Linked DNA regions of Pan troglodytes: region 2 is linked to region 1. A link is a contact called in public capture Hi-C data. All regions are on one chromosome and are shown on one strand. The core of a region is the stretch at or near the end of the contact, and the rest is flanking DNA. Distances in the headings are between cores, read along the strand shown.

The links. Capture Hi-C pulls out chosen DNA fragments and counts their contacts.
Region 2: a capture Hi-C map of stem cell-derived neural stem cells shows a contact between it and region 1, with 2.2 times the contacts expected there. The contact joins two enhancer-like sites. A contact is called at or near these places in 1 of 7 Hi-C or Micro-C datasets (stem cell-derived neural progenitor cells) and 1 of 1 other capture datasets (stem cell-derived neural stem cells).

What each region holds. Positions count from the first base shown.
Region 1 is chr22:37,463,154-37,465,888 of NHGRI_mPanTro3-v2.0_pri, forward strand. All of the region lies in intron 8 of HLCS (holocarboxylase synthetase), which reads right to left. Among named protein-coding and RNA genes, the nearest start is that of SIM2, 62 kb to the left of the region's middle. Within about 2 kb of position 1,443, at least 1 of the 24 cell types and tissues checked has an H3K27ac peak or open chromatin away from gene starts, as enhancers often do. A contact at or near this core is called in stem cell-derived neural stem cells, where this site is marked.
Region 2 is chr22:37,547,162-37,550,176 of NHGRI_mPanTro3-v2.0_pri, forward strand. The region is part of intron 6 of HLCS (holocarboxylase synthetase); the gene reads right to left. Among named protein-coding and RNA genes, the nearest start is that of HLCS, 140 kb to the right of the region's middle. Within about 2 kb of position 1,315, at least 2 of the 24 cell types and tissues checked have an H3K27ac peak or open chromatin away from gene starts, as enhancers often do. A contact at or near this core is called in stem cell-derived neural stem cells, where this site is marked.

The DNA.
Region 1 (2,735 bases), core at 193-2,692:
CAGCACTTTGGGAGGCTGAGGCGGGCGGATCACAAGGTCAGGAGTTCGAGACCAGTCTGGCCAACATAGTGAAACCCCATCTCTGCTAAAAATACAAAAAATTAGCTGGGTGTGGTGGTGTGCATCTGTAATCCCAGCTACTTGAGAGGCTGAGGCAGGAGAATTGTGTGAACCCGGGAGGAGGAGGTTGCAGTGAGCCGAGATCGTGCCACTGCACTCCAGCCCAGGTGACAGGGCGAGACTGTCTCAAAAAAAAAAAAAAGAATGCTGTGAAGATGCAGAGGAGAAATTCACGTTAGCGAAAGCCTCGCAGAACTGCTAATGGTCATCTTGGGTAATGGAACTGGACTTGTCATGTGGCCTATTGCCTCTGCATCTTGAATGGTGTGGCCTGGGGGTGGGGGGGCTCTCCCTGTCATCAGCTTACAGAATGGACCAAGACTGGACAGTGTCTTGAACAAGGCCACCCAGGCCTCTCTGCCTATCCACTGTGACTCTGAAGTTGGGACACAGAGACGGGGCTAGCCGAGTGGGTGTCGGAACCACCAGGTCTTTTAGACCTCGGGCTGGCAGCCAGGCTGTGCCATGTGTGGGTAAAGGAAGCCTGTCTGGAGATGCAAGGCTGGAAGAGAACATTCAGCAAAATAAAGCTAAGGGAGCAGAGAGTAGCTGATGGCCTCCAAGGGCCACGGGGCTGGTCTTCCCACGTTGCAGGCCAGGCATGGCACCAAGCACCTTCTCAGCATTATCTACGTGTTACTCACACCCAGCCCATGTGTTGGTGCTAGCGCATCCCCAGGGAACGGAGGGAGAAACGGAAGCTTAGAGAAATTATGTGGCTTGCCTGAGGTTATAGCACTTGAAAGCCACGGAGCTAAAATTCAAACCTTTCTGCCACCAGGCCTGGGTGAGGAATCCTATGCCACGCGGCCTGTTGCTTCCATGAAATCCCTTCCTCCTTCCAACAGGCCTTCTTTTGACTTCGGCCCGTTAGAGCATATTGGAAGCTCATCTGCCCTAAAACAGTAGTTTAGGCTGAGAGAAAAAATACAGGAATAGGAGCACAGGAGAACAAAAAGTTTAAGTAAACCAAGCATGGGGGGTGTGCAATGACCCAGAACTGATCAACAGCTTCACGTTTCTTTTCTCTCTAGAACGGGGGTTCTCAGTGGGAGAGGGGTGGATTTGGCGATACTGGGAGACTTCCCTGGTTGTCACAGCCTGAGGGAGTGCTACTGGCGTCTAGAGAGTAGAGGCCGCAATGCTGACACACATCCTTTAAGGCACAGGACATCCCCACGACAAACATGCCAGGGCCCACATATCAATAGCACTGGGCTGAGAAAGTCTCCTCTAGGAAACCTGTGTCTAGGAGGCTCTGCTCTTCATCACTGCCCCCAGTTCCCTTTCCTGCCCCTCTCTCGCCTTCCCACACCCCCCTGTGCCCACCACATGGCCAGGGGAATGAGCCCCTGCCTCGCCGGCGGGAGGACACCTGCAGAGTTCCCAGAGCTGTCAAGCTCCTCCGCCACGTGCATGGCAGCTGGTGCCTGGGCGGGCCCTGCACTTGGGCTCCAGCTCGCCTTCATGGCTTCAGATCTCATCGGCTCATGAAGCAGCTCATGAAACTCTGGGTTCTCACGCAGGTAAACAGGACCAGCATTTCCACATGAAGAGGAGGACTGTGTGCTCATTTTTCATTTTCTCAATCATTTATTCCAACAGCTGCTGTGATCCTCCCACATAAAAAAAGACCAAAATGAAACAAATCCTGCTTTTGAAGAGCTGCTAACATCATGGGAGACGGAACAGGTGCACACATCACTCCTCTTCAAAGCCACACGTGGTGGATACCATAAAAGAGGCTTCAACATGGCAAGTGCTGGACAGTGCTGGAGGAAAGAGCTGGAAGTAGCTGGAGGGTCTGAGAATGGCACTGGAGCTGGGCCTTAAGGATGAACAGAATTTTAAGAAGCAGAGAAGAGAGCAGGGGTAGGGGTGTGTGGGTGGAGGGAGGGTGCGGGGCCCAGGGGGACTTCATGGACAGAAGAAAGAGCAGGAGTGAGAATGGGCGGCCCAAGGCGAGTTCCGGAAGGAATGCCTGCGTCCCAGCGAGGCCGCCTTGGGTCTGGGGAGGGTGGTCATGATTTGTGTGCTGACGGTGACATCTGGTTAGGGACCAGTTGGGGTCCTAGTGAAGGCCACACAAAAAGTGAAATCCAAACAACAGGGGCCTATTTCAATCAAAGTAGCTGCACTGTGTCAGCTAACTTGACTATGTTAAAAAAGAAACCCAATTCAAAATCAAATGTCCCATCACACAGGTGAGGCTGGGCAGCTGACTGCAGAAGAGGGAAAGAACATTGGTACAAGCTTCTTAAGGAGAACGGGAACACAAATTCCCCCGACCCCGTTCACCGCTGAAGGCAAGCTTCCCACTTCCATCCTGGCTTCCAGCGCCTGGCGCACGCAGCCTCTGAGCACAGCAGGCCCTCAAAGAATGCTCGCTAAGGGAACTAGTGGGGCTCCAAGGTCAAAGTCAAAGCCATGAAAAAGCTAAACAGACCAAACAGACTCATTTAATGTTCTCGGCTTAGTGTTTGTTTTACTTATTTTCCTAAGACTAACTTGTTGCTAGAGTTAATTTCTCCCATGACAGGACTTTCTTTCTTCCTTTTTTTGATACGAGTCTCACTCTGTCGTCCAGGCTGGAGTGCAATGGCACAATCTCGGCT
Region 2 (3,015 bases), core at 65-2,564, 84 kb after region 1:
GAGGGGGATTCGGCGGGCGAGACAGAAGGACAGGGAGGGAGTATATGGGAACTCTATACTCTGTTCAATTTTTCTGTTAACCTTAAACTGCTCTAAGAAGTGAAGTCTATTGATTAAAATATAAATAAATAAATAAATAAATAAATAAATAAATAATGCTTCCTCCCACCTTCTAAGATGCCCACATTTTACCTTTGATCATTTCTGCAGGAAACACCTAGTTTAGAATACACAGGCCACAGGAAAGAACAAAAGCTTTCACTGTTTTCAGGGTTTTGTGCTTGTATGTGTGAACATCTTTGTCACTCACGGTCAGTGACTTATACAGACATGATCTTAACAATTCAGTATGGAGAACGACTATCTTTTTTTTTTTTTTTTTTGTACTTGGCTGGATACTGTCCTGTGTAAGAAAATATATTGCAAAATGTATTCAAATAAAAGCAAGAATCAGGGTCGACTTTAATACCGTGGGGAGAAATCCGATCGATTGGGTCCATAAGGAAAGATGTATGCATTCGGTGCTCCCTAATTACAACTGCTTTGGTGGGCAGCAGCAGTGGTGAAACAGATGTTGGAGACCTATTAAAGATGGGGTTTCAAACATCTGCTTACAATTTTAAGGCAATTGTAAATACAGCAGAGAAGGTCAATTGGGCCAATTAAGGCCGATGTGCAAATCCACCACTGCAGGTTTCTTTTCAAGCTTACATGGACTTGATTTTTTATGCTTTCATTTTCTACAACCACAATTTTTTTTTAAACCCAGGAAATGGGTTTAATAACTTTTGTCCATTTTTGATTGTTATTCTTCTTAAATGGAAGAAAACTTTCTGTTCAAAGAAGTCACTGCACACCTTTTGCCTCACGATGACTCATTTTCCTTCCCTCCCCTCCCATGCTCACAGCCGGCCACTCGGCCCCGATCAAAGCGGGTTCCATATTACCAGGGAGGTGAGGAATCCCGAATACTGGGCTTCCTTTCTAAGCCATAATGAACATGGGCAAGTGTCACCTTCAGAAACTTCCGTGCCGTGGCGCACAACAGTGCTCCCAGCTGTACGGATGGGACTGCTGGGAGCATTTGCTACTTCTACCCTAGGCACCTTCACCAGCCTTTATTAGAAAATCATGAGTTTCATGAACCGTAAATACAACGGCAAACTGCACTATCCCTCTTCTAAGTAGGTAAAACTGAAATTCTCGTGGTATGCAAGGCTCATTCATGTCAGAGGCAGTAGCAGGGACACGCTCCCAGTTAATTCCAGGCCAGTGCTACAAAGTCTAAGGCCCACTTGCTGCTCAAAAATTGGCCCCCAGGGGTGGAGCGGGACTCAGAGACTGAGGGTCGGCAAAGAGGCAGAGCAGTCCAGCTCAACATTACTAGGTCATTTCTCTTAAAGCTGCACGTGTAATCGTTACTTGTGCTAAGTAGGTAAAAAAAAGTCCAAGTATCACAGGCATCAAAATGGCCTCCTCTGGGAGAGTAAGAAATAAGCCTGGCCTATCTTCCTTCCTATGAGCTCTGTGATGGCCACCGGAGTATATTTTGCCACCTCTTCTTGGTGGCCCAGACCACTCAACTGCTCTCTTTATATAGAGAAAAAAACCAAGGTTGGGCAAACCTAGATTCAAATTCTGCACTTCTTAGCTGAGTGACCTTGAAGCCTCTGTTTCCTCATCTGTAAAATGGGAATATTGCCATTTCTAGAGCTCTAAAAGTTGATACAAAGTAGGTACTCAATAAATGTTGAGTTCCTAAAGGTGATACACAGTAGGTACTCCATAAATGTTGGTTTCCTAAAAGTGATACATAGTAGACACTCCATAAATTTAGTTTCCTAAAGTTGATGTGTGGTGGGCACTCAGTAAATGTTGGCTTTGTAAAGTTGGTACATAGTAGGCACATAATAAATGTTGCTTCCTAAAGTTGATACCTAGCGGCAGTCAATAAATGTTGGTTTCCTAAAGAAAATACACAGTAGGCACTCAATAAATGTTGGTTTCCTAAAGTTCCTATACATTAGGCACTCAATAAATGTCGAGGTCCTCTGTCCTCCTGAGACCTTTGGGACCTCCACCAAGACATTTCCAAGGGGCCTAGACTGGTGTTTCCAACCGGGGGGGCAGTTCCCCTGAATGTTTCTATTTGTTTATTTTCAGGGGGAGGTATATCCAGTTTTTGTGCTGTTGTTGATATTGTTGTTGTTATTATTTGCTTTGTTTTTGGCGAAACAAAGAGTGGATAATGAAACTACAAAAAAATTCTAAAAGAAGAATCCTTGAGGCAGCAGAATGGGAAGAAATAGTTTTCAGAACAAAGAAAATTCTGAAGGAAAGTCAATATACCGCACAGAAATATAGGTTGAGAAAGAACTGTTTTTCCCTTACATCTCCTTTTTACTTTTCAACCTTGAGGCTCAGCTCACTCAGGTCTGAGCAAGAATAAAGAGTCCTGCTTGTCTAAACAACTGCTAAATCTGAAGGCAAACAGCTCAACTCCATGTGGTTCTTCAGCAACATTCCTGTCAACAAACCCCGTCTTGGCTCGATTGGTCCAACAATGCCAGATTTAGAGCCATCCGCTCATCCTTCTTCCAGGATGCAAGGGGATTTTCAAAAGGCCATTCCAGGAACAGCTCTCACAATTTTTGTAGCCTTTTCAAAAACACAAAAAATCTAATTCATTTGCTGCACTGCTTCAGCCATCCAGCTTAAACTAATTTTAAAATCTCTCCTTTTGTAAATAGAGATGTTAGAAACGCCACCACAGCCACAATATAAAATGATGGTATCTTTCTCTTTTGTAATCAAATTACCATCATTTATTATAAAGCTTCAGACAGAAACCTGAGGGATGGGCAAGACGACCTGGGGTTCAGAAGAGAGAGATGGCATTTTTGACATTGAAATAAAGGCTTGGAGGGCATAAATCCTTTTTTAAAAATCAAGTATTTAGCACAGGATTTGGTATAAACACTGATCAATAAATAAGAGCCAGCAGTCATAGCAGCA